Regions from separate parts of the Zea mays genome. Here all the other regions are linked to region 1. A link is a contact called in public Hi-C data. All regions are on one chromosome and are shown on one strand. The core of a region is the stretch at or near the end of the contact, and the rest is flanking DNA. Distances in the headings are between cores, read along the strand shown. Region 1 holds the start of LOC100277100. Region 2 holds the start of LOC541656 (starch synthase homolog 1). Region 3 holds the start of LOC100286033.

Region 1 (3,498 bases), core at 458-2,957:
AGTATGTTTAGTTTTTATAAACCAGTCTTATTTGGTCACTAAACACTAGAATAAACCGGCTGGCGATACTTGACACCTTTAAATGATGTAGAGCCGAATGAAGTTGAAGATCTTTAGAGCACCGAGCAGCCTATATGATGGTCGTCACCTATTTGGAGCCAAACAATAACGAACCCTAGAGTTTTCTCGTGATGAGCAATACCTTGGGTTTGGCTCTGCGAGGTGGACGACGGTGGCGGTCCGCGACGGGTCACCGGGTCCTCTAGTGGTGCTCTCTGCGGCAGCGTAGACGGTCCGCGACCTGACGACGGAAGCGTCTTCTTCCCTGTGCCGAACCGGACGGTCCGCGCTCTGGGTCGAATGGTCCGCGATGACGCAGGGTCTTCTTCCTTGCAGGAACCTAGATCCCACCCCCTTGGAAGATCTTAGGGTGATCCGGGTCGATAGGTCACCCATGACGTCCCCAGACGATATAGAGTCGCATAGGAATTAAGAGACCAATTTAAGGAATAGACCTTGAGTGAAATAGACGAAGTAGATCTTGCCGACACACGGTGGGCAACTGCTTTAGACATGGTGGCTGCCAGGATGTTTTTCAAACATGAAAATTGGCGAAGTTTGTCTTGCATATAGGTATGGGTGGTAATGTGTTCTAGATTTTACACTACAAATTTTAAGGATCGAATAAGATTAGAATCGGGTTTTATTCCTATTTATTTTTAACTAAGCTCTAACTTTTTGTGAAGTGATATTTGGAATCGTGATCCTACTTACATGACGTTTTACAGACATGAAAAAAGGTCAGTCGCGAAGCTTGTCCTGCAGATAGGATATTTTACAGACATGAAAATTGGCGAAGTTCATAGGCCAGTTCTTGGTCGAAGTTTTGCGGATAGGCTGTTGCATGTGCTACCCAGTTGTCTCGATCGGTTCTGGTAGTTTTCAACCACATTAACCTTTATCATTAACAACATTATCTCACTGGCTAGTGCACTAGTTTTCCTCTTCGCCATAAGCAAACGGTTGGTGCGCTGCGTGTGATGCCAGGCCACCCGGAGACCGTCCACCGTCCACGAATACTCTCAGCATAACTGCAGCGGCAGCTCCGGCCGGCTCAAGGTGGGGTGCTCCAAAAATCCGAAAACGACGTTGGTCGAGGCATCAAGCAGGAACCTGCAGACGTTAACATCACAAGGTCTCGTCACTCAGCTGAGCTCACACATGGTTGCCAATTGCCGTTGCAATTCTGGAAGGCATTGTTAATCCAGACGAAATGTCAAACTACAAGTCTACAGTATCTAGTTACTGAAGATGGGTAAAATATCTAGTCGCCGTGACTCGTGAGAACGAGAGCTGATTTGGTGATGTATCCCCTTCATTTCAATGGTCATCAAATCAGCTCTAAGGAAAAAAAAAATCTAGTATAACATTTTTTTAAAACACATTTTTATTTGATATTTTCTAGTTCATAAATAAACTATGCAGCATCAACATCAAATATTTAAGAATGGAAGAAGTCGTACTTGATACGACCGTGAAAAAAATCTGTAAAAGATGTGAGCCGTCCGTTGTGTCTAATCAGACGGTCAGGAGATTACCTGGTGGTGTCCTCAGTCCTCACCACCGAGTGGCCGCCGCCTGTGCAGTGGCCAGCACCAGCATCGTCCGGCCGGGTTCGTCGGGAAGCGACCGAAACCCTCCTTCGCATTGCAACCAACGCCCGCCCCCAACCTCCGTTTTGACCGTCGGCGACCGCCGCGCCGCGCCACCGCCATATATACATCTCCCTCTCCCTTGCCCGCCGCGGCCGCCAACGTCGCCAGGGAAATCCAACTCTGGTTCATCCTCCTCCTCCCTCTGCCGCCGTCGTGGAGATCCGGGTTGGCCCGCCCGGTTACCCGTCCCCGTCCCTCGCGCACGTCTCGCCCGTGATTTTGCCTCCTTAACCCGACCGCCGGGAGCCGGAGGCGGCGGAGCGGGGGCGATGGGGATCGGGGCGGTGTCGGACGAGCTGCTGGGCACGTTCGTGCCGATCGCCGTGTACTGGCTCTACTCGGGGCTCTACGTCGCGCTCGACGGGGTGGGGCGTCTCGACGGGTACCGGCTGCACACCAGGGAGGAGGCCGCCACTAAGAACGTCGTCTCCAGGGCCGCCGTCGTCAGGGGCGTTCTCCTCCAGCAGGTGTTCCAGGTCGCCGTCTCGCTCACGCTCTTCGCGGTAGTCTCCTCCTCCTCCTCAGCGCCAGCTGTTCCCTTATCTGTACCACGGAATTCTAGGATTGTTTTTGTTGTTGGTCATTGAAGACTTTAGGTGATTGTTAGCAAACATGTCTCACTTGCATTCTTTGAGGGTTTCAGAGCTGAACATAATTTTCAGTACACATGTAGCTTGTGAAGTGGATTAAAACCCTTGTGTCAGTATAGTGGGTGGCTGCTGGGTTAACCATGTTGATTGGAATAGCACTAAGAGTTTGAATATAAATCAACGATCTAGGGGATATGTCATATACTCATATGTAGCTCTATGGTGAGTCACTGAGTCTTGATTTTGGAACCAGCTTACTGATTTTGGAATAAGGGACTACAAGAATTCATAATGTTTCATTTGGGTTCCTAAAAAATGATTCTTCAGTGAATGTTCGATACACATCATCTATGTAGATAGGTCGTTAACATGCTGACATTTTCCTTCAACACACACAGGTTATTGGTGATGAGAGTGGTATTGGACAGAAGCAACCTCCTGCTCTTATAATAGCGTTGCAGTTTATAACTGCAATGGTTATTATGGACACATGGCAGTACTTCATGCACAGATACATGCACATTAACAAGTTTCTGTATAAACACATCCACTCCAAGCACCACACCCTTGTAGTTCCTTATTCCTTCGGAGCTCTATACAACCACCCTCTTGAGGGCCTTATTCTGGACACCATTGGTGGTGCACTCTCATTCCTTGTCTCTGGTATGACTCCGCGGACAGCCATATTCTTTTTCTCCTTCGCAACCATCAAAACTGTGGATGATCATTGTGGGCTGTGGCTTCCTGGTAACATCCTCCAGGCGCTGTTCAACAATAACTGTGCTTATCATGACATTCACCACCAGCTCTATGGCAACAAGTACAACTTTTCACAGCCCTTCTTTGTGATGTGGGACAAGATACTCGGAACTTACATGCCCTACTCTATTGAACAACGAAAAGGAGGAGGGGTCGAATCAAGACCAGCTAAACTCGACTGATTAGTACATGCATGCATAGTTTCCGATTCCTGTTTTGACTTGTCCAGTACTCATGCCTTGTGGTACTGCTGACTGCGCAAACAATGTAAAACTCACCCTGTTGCATAACTTCATATAGCGAGACTGTTTTTTCTTCTCTACATTTTTGGGGTTTATTTATAGGGGTGTTCTATCTTGTAACAAGATACAGTGAGTAAAGTACTGTAATGTACCAAAGAATGCTCAACACCACTTAGATTTGTGTCCTGTGGA
Region 2 (3,498 bases), core at 451-2,950, 200 kb before region 1:
TTACCAATCTTTCTCCCCCATAAATATTATTGTGCCGGTGCCGGAAGGGAGGGGCTTCTACGAATACAAAATCAACTCCATCAATGTAAGAGTGAAAATAAGTAACTTCTGAATCCTGAAAATCACAGGAGGAAAAAAATCAGGTCTAGCATATTTTCTTTCTTTCATACAGGATCGGTTCTACAGCGACTTTGTTTCCACTTTTTTCATACCTGTCCAGCTACCTTGTAACGTCTCCTTACACCTAAATCCCGGGCTTCGGCATACTCTCCATATCTTGGTATCACGACCTAACATCAGGACACAAAATTGCATTACTTTTCTGGTCATATATGAATTATAATTTCCTCCTTTTTTTTGTGGAAGTACATTAGAGCACTGAGACAAAACTTGTGGTTACAGAAGTATGACTATGTGATCTTAATTTTTTCCCCATGTTTCGCAAAGGACAAGAGTTCAGAATCTGCATTCAGGCGCATGGCAGCTGAAACAGTATCTGCTGTCTCTCGTAGGGTGCATAGATATAACGAAAATGAAAGAGATGAATACCATAACACGGTGTCCTCTCCTCGCCAGAGCCTTAGGCAAAGCACCCACGACATCTCCAAGGCCACCTATGCGGCAACGGTTGTCAGAGCAGTCGCTTATTTTGGACGGAGAAACTCAGCTGAAATGCAACCTACCTGTCTTGCAGAAAGGAGCACATTCAGAAGCCACCACGACGACGTTCATCACATTAGGCCCAGCCAAAGGGCCAGGTTCATTATCCTCCCTGTCATAAGGAGCACTCGCCGCCGCATCTGTAGCCGGAGCTGCATCAGCCTTAGCATCCACCGGTTCAGCGATGCCTATGCTTTCCACCGGTCTAGCATCATCACCTGCGGGCTCTGGCTTCACCGCACTGGCATCGATTTCTCTCTTGGTGACAGGAGCTGATGGATGATCAGCTTTGGGTCCGGACACCGGCGCGGCGGTGCTCGCGCTGCTGCCCCCACTCGTTCCGTTTTGCATTGCAGCGCTCTGACTTTGCTTCGGAGCAGATGTCAAAGGATTGGGAGGTGAAGCAGAATCCACAGCCTGAGTAAACAGGTTTGGGACACAGCTAGAAACTTAGCATCAGCGAAGCTCACCTAGTACAGAGTTCAGCGATCCGCATCTAAAATATACAAGCGCGTGTGTCACATGTGGTAGTTGATCATGAGAAAGGAGCGGCTAAAACTGCATGTGCAGCTGCATTTCCGTCAGAAACGGTGAGTTGGTGCTGAATTTGACAAGCAAGCTGTGCATAAACCCAATAGCAATTTTATACGGAGTACTTTTTCATGCGGGAAAAAATCGAGTTAATAAATGTTCCGAGTAAATCAACCTTGGCCGTGCTGCCCTGAACAGCGCCCGCCTGGGACGAGGAGGAGCTCTTCGCTGCCTCCTCGCTTTCGCCCCCGGCCGGTGCCGCTGCGGCGCGTACCGACGCCGCTCCATCCTGAGGCGGGCCCCGCCGCGCCCAATGCAACCGCAGCTCCGCGCCGCTGTAGCCGTACGAGCGCAGAGCAGCACCCACACTGCCCCGCCTGCGCCGCGGCGAGGAGGACGCGACGGGGAGGAGAAAAGCCGACGACGAGGAAGAGATTGCCCCCGGCATGGGGATGCCTCACGCTACTGCTGCTTCCGCTTGTACCAGCGCCTACCAGGAAACGAGAGCCTGGAGCGTAGGGATGGCAACGGGGAATTCCCCGCCCGGGAATAGCTCCCCATCCCCGTCCCCACGACGAAAAAACTTCCCCGCGGGGATCCCCACGAACGCTTGCGGGGAGCATTTCTTCCCCATCCCTGTTCCCCGCGGGGATAAATCCCCAACGGGGATCCCCATCCCCGTTTAAATCACAATTAAGACATACGTACTTTGCTATTAATGTTAAATATTGTCACTTATACACATTGTCAGATATAAGAAATCATTATGCATACATCAAAATGAACACATTTGTACAATTAGTGGTCTCTTGATAAGGTAATTATTTATTTTTGTCGTTAACTAGTACACAAAAACATAGTCACGTACAAGTTTAACGGGTCCCCGCGGGGAACGGGGATGGGGAATGCTTCCCCGTCCCCATCCCCGTTTACCCGTCGGGGGATAAATTTTCCCCGTTTATATCCCCGCGGGGGAAGTTTCTTCCCCATCCCCATCCCCTAATGGAGGAATTCCCCGCGGGGAATCGGGGATCGGGTCCCCATTGCCATCTCTACTGGAGCGTGTATGGCGAGCAGCGCGCGCACGAGCCACGAGGGAATTAAGCAGTGGGGGGAGATCTGCGCTAGTTTGTGCGGCCGGTGTTAAGGCGTGGATGATGGGCCCTGGAGAGCGAGAGCGCGTACGGGGAGTCGGGGACGACGAAAACGAAATAAAGCACAGGGAGGGAACGGGGGCTTGGTGTGGTTTTTTGCATTTTGCGTGGGAGATAATTTTTTCTCCAAAGTTATTTTTTTTACTCGCGGCGTGATTGACCTGCGGGCCAGGGTTCATCATTACGTGCACCACGTGGAGTAATGGGTGTGCGCTGTTGGTCCATACTCTTATCCATACCATACAGAAACGGGTCCCGGAGTTTGGAAGCTGAGACATGAGAGATTCTTTGGTCGATCGTTTCTGACTGACAAGTGGGACGCGTGTATCCCATAGAAGGCTGGATTTCTGCACCGAGAAAAATGGTGGCCCATGAGGCCGACATCAAAGCCCAGGCGTCGTAATTCTGAACAGCCCATAGAACCACGCAAATCCGAACCAACCCAAAGCATACCGCAAGAAGTATCTATACTACCTATTAAGACTCTAAGGGGTAGGCTGCCTCTGACATGTTCTGCCTTGCAGCGATCTGGACCGTCCAATACGCCATAAAGTCCCTCTGTCGTCCGATGTGTGCGCCCTCTTCCCCGATGCACACCTGCTCGCGATCCCTGTTTTGCCTCCCCTATTCGGATCCAAAACCCTAAGCGGCGGCGGCGCGGTGCCCGCAGCCTGGATCCCAAGTCCTGCTCCCCCTGTCAAGCAGTCGTTCCTCCACTATGCTTACCTATCCCACGCCGCGTCGGCCTCCTTGTCCGCCCTCCCGCTCCCCCGGGGACCGTTGGTCGTTGCTTTCCAGGGGCCTCGACGTGCCCAACCTGACGAAGCGATGCGGGAGGTTCGTCTCCACCACGCCCTGCCCCAGGCGCTTCGACCTCCGCCTTCACATCCATCGCGAGCACGAGGCGGGCAAGACGGAGTCGTCGTCGAGCTCACCGTGCACAGCCGTCGTCGCAATTCTGAGATGTTTCGTATCCCCAACCAAAAGCCTTTGCCGCCGCGAGACCTGTTCGTGCTTCGCTCCTCCTCATCCTCTCCTCCGCACGAGCGTCACACAGCAACCGCTCCCTCTCCAGCAACGCCCCTACCCTTCCTCGGTCCTCGCACGTGTTTGGATCTCCTCGCCTCACACGCTACACCTTCTCTCACACGCA
Region 3 (3,498 bases), core at 374-2,873, 200 kb after region 1:
ATGCTAATGAAGTAATGAGTGTGACAGTACGTCAAGGATCTCGGAGACGCGGCGGGCGCAGCCATGCCGACGGCGCCGAGCGAGGCCCCGGCGGCAGTTGGCCTGGCAGCAGCACCGACGCGGATGCCTGGCATATGGCATATGGCATGGCGCAGTACGTCTGAGGCAGAAAACGGCGGGACTGATGTCGCTTTGTGGATTGTGTTGGTTTTTGTCCAGAAACCGCATAAACCAGACCCATGCATGTACAGGCGTAAATTCCTAATCGATCTCCATCTCCAAAGTAAACGCGACGTTTCACGTTTCTAGAGCGTACGTGTAAGTACAAATTAAAATTTGGACCGAGAGTGCCAGGGAACATACATGCATGAAAAGGCAGGGCACTAAATACAGTACAGACACGCAGCGGTTGCATTTCTTAACGCCATGCATGGCACGGTGAGTGAAAAACAAAGCACTAACCGCAGGACGTACATGTTATTGAAGTCGTTAATAAAAGCTTTAGCAGTACATCATCATCATCATAACGACAGTCAATTTGCTCTAGGCTAGGCTAGTAGTGGTCGGTCGGTTGTCTCTTTTCCTGCCTGCTAGAGATGAGAGAGAGAGAGAGAGCGCACTAGCCAGCTCGATCCAATTAAGCCACCGAAGATCGCCGAGGAATCGAGAGACTGCTGCTGCTGCGAGCTATACTAAAGTGAGGAGGATAAGCTTGCTTAGGCTCTAGTGCTATACCCTACTACCCAGTGAAGCTTAGCGCAGAGACCATCATGCATACGTGTGCGTGTCAGCGTGTGGCTAGTACATTTTTATACGGAGCTAGCCACATGATCTCAGATCTAGGGAGACTGGTAAAGGAAAAGGTAGATACACGTACATGTAGATATATATATTATATGTATATATACCCTAGCTACCTAATTGAGCTCAGCTCCCGCACGTGACCAGCCGGCCGGAGAGCGCGCGCTGTCGGCGATCGATCGGAGGCCGGCGTTCGTTGACCTCGCCCTTGCGCGCGCTCAGGAGCGGAGGATGCTTCGGATGATCTCCGCCGCGGGGCTGTTGTGGTCCATGGTGGACAAGAGGTCCGACAGCCGGTCGCTGAGGTCGTCCACCTCCCGCTGGAGGCTCTTGATGTAGCTGCAGGTCTCCTTCAGCAGCTTCGCCGTCGACGCCTGCATTATGCATGTCATGTCCCCGCCCCGCCGCGCGCATTTTAGACGTTTAAAACTGGAAAAAAAGGCGAGCATGCATGCATATGCACTGCACAGCGCCCCGGAGATGTTGAGCGGGTCAGCCATCTGTTCGCGACCGACGACGCACCTGGCCGGAGCCGCGGCGGCGGCGGGAGCTGGGGAGCAGGGCCTGGAGCTTGGAGACGAGCTCGTTCATCTCGTCCTCGGAGATGTTGCCGTGCGACGACGACCTTCGGCTCGACATCTATCCTCTCGCTCTCTACGTACCTCGTCGTCGTCGTCGCACTGCTTCGCTGCCGCCGCCTGCCGGAACGAACGAACTAGCTCCGCGCAGGGTCGATCGGGCGCTATAAGCTTGAGAACGAACGAAGGTACCGCGTGTATGTGATGCGTCCCGCGCTGGACCTGGACTGGTGGTCGCTCTGCAAAATTAAAGCTGTAGAATAACTGAGTTGTGAGGGAGACAGAAAGGGAGAGGGTGCCTTTATAGCGAGCTGGCTCGTGGTTGGATCCAGATTGGGTCGGAGCGCAAGTGCGTGTAGCGGAGGGACAGGAAGCAAGGGTGGTCTGGTGTTGTAGAGCAGACGAGCAGTTGATTCGATCTCCACGCCTCCACTGCACTACAAGTCTGCAACGAGAGAGAGAGGGAGAGCCAAAGAGGACGAGTTGGGCCCGCGTGTCTCTCTCTGTCTAATCACTGCGGCAGCTCGCCTCTCTCATGCATAGCCCACCGGTAGGCAGTCCGTGTCCCCCCGATCTGCCACGTGCTGATTTGGCTGGTAAACGGAAGGAGAATAAGTAGAGCGGATTTGGCTGGTCTACGCTACGCGGCCAGCCCAGCTCTCCTCACCTTGCTCCGCAAGGCCAGGCTTGCCAGCTACGGTCGGAGAGAGTGGTTACCCAACTCCAACTTGGTCTACAGTTCGGAAACCAATCTAGTAAGTATGGGCTGAATGTTTCCAAATAGTAGATTTTCGTGGTGAGGTCCAACTTGCATTACGAGAAAATCCCCGGTAGGAGGAGGAACCTCGTTGTATCTCCAAGTTCCAGACGATCATAAAATTCTATCCCTAGACTTGTAATGGAATATATACGTGCTAATCCACGTTAGCAAAAGGGAATCTACTGCCAGCATGCTGCTACTAGTAAGTTACATGCATGCATGCACGTAGTGTCACACACAACAGTAAGACACGGAGCACGTGTTTTGTCCTGCACACACATACGTGCACAGCAGACACTCTAATCGCATCGGGATTCTTAATAAAAAAACATGCTAGTCAAGTTTACACTTGTCTGCTAAATTAAAGAGAACGGAGTCGACTCGAAACACCGCTGCAGCAGACCCAAAAGATGCCCCTATTAGCATACGCACGTACGTACGCAATTCTGTCCCCATCCGCCTGTCTGATGTCTGCAGACTGCAGTATCGTCAGTGTTAGACTAAGGCCATCAGACCTTTTTTTTATCACTATAACCAGTCCAGTAATCGTCTTAGCTTTACTGTTTTAGTATCTAATTCAGTGAAAAAACTGCAACAAAGCTAGATGCCACAATACGATGATCAATTAAGCTAGCTAGGAGCATGATCGGCGTAGCGCACGAACGCTCGAGTTTGTCCATGTCCACGCGCGTCGCGCCACCATTCATGATCTAGCTAACAATATTCTACGCGCGTACCTGTACGCCAACCAATGTATGTATATGATGCCCGGCCGGCCGGGCCGCATGCGCTTGTTGGCCACACACACGCGAGTCTACTGTAGTACTGAACGCACGCAAAAATCTCGGAGGGACCGACGTGGAACTGGAACCCCTGCGCCGCTCTGCCATGTCGGAGGCCCCGACCGGACAGCGTACGTGCGCCGACCCTTTCACGTGACAGTCGCGTGGCGCATGCAATGCAATGCAATGCAAGCGATGTTGCCTGCCACTGCGCTTCCGATCCGATCCGTCCGGCCGGCCGGCCGGCTTGCCCGCCCGCCTGCCGGCCGGATCCCCAGGTCCGGGTGGCTATTGGCCATCGCGCGCGTTATCACGGGGTCGATCGGGCGACACGACAGGCCGGGCCTCTGGTGCTCTGCCTGCTGGCCCCGTCTGTCCGTCGGTCGCGTCGAGCGCGAAACGATCGAGCATGCGCGGGCGCTGAGGGCTACGTACGTTGCCGCCGCTGCTGGGTGGGGACTGGGGAGGCCGTGCCGTGCCGTGCCGTGCCGTGCACGAGACAGGGCCACGACATGCGGCGCGCGGGTGGCCGCCGGCCGGTCGCGCCGGGGGCGGGCGAGCGCGGCCGCGCGCAGGC

Evidence for each region. A called contact is a pair of places that touch in the nucleus more often than the background predicts.
Region 2: a contact with region 1 is called in a Hi-C map of bundle sheath, with 4 times the contacts expected there. The contact joins the promoter of LOC541656 here to the promoter of LOC100277100 in region 1. A contact is called at or near these places in 3 of 25 Hi-C or Micro-C datasets (bundle sheath, ear and tassel).
Region 3: a contact with region 1 is called in a Hi-C map of tassel, with 3 times the contacts expected there. The contact joins the promoter of LOC100286033 here to the promoter of LOC100277100 in region 1. A contact is called at or near these places in 2 of 25 Hi-C or Micro-C datasets (ear and tassel).

The regions. Positions count from the first base shown.
Region 1 is chr4:187,011,741-187,015,238 of Zm-B73-REFERENCE-NAM-5.0, reverse strand. It overlaps LOC100277100, which reads left to right and starts at 1,707. Exons shown (of 2, transcript NM_001350250.1): 1 at 1,707-2,218; 2 at 2,704-3,498. The coding sequence starts at 1,985. The coding sequence ends at 3,246.
Region 2 is chr4:187,213,795-187,217,292 of Zm-B73-REFERENCE-NAM-5.0, reverse strand. LOC541656 (starch synthase homolog 1) reads right to left here and starts at 1,700. Exons shown (of 8, transcript NM_001111410.2): 1 at 1,367-1,700; 2 at 684-1,077; 3 at 550-614; 4 at 213-290; 5 at 5-115. The coding sequence starts at 1,639.
Region 3 is chr4:186,815,112-186,818,609 of Zm-B73-REFERENCE-NAM-5.0, reverse strand. It overlaps LOC100286033, which reads right to left and starts at 1,623. Exons shown (of 2, transcript NM_001158921.1): 1 at 1,324-1,623; 2 at 390-1,175. The coding sequence starts at 1,440. The coding sequence ends at 1,020.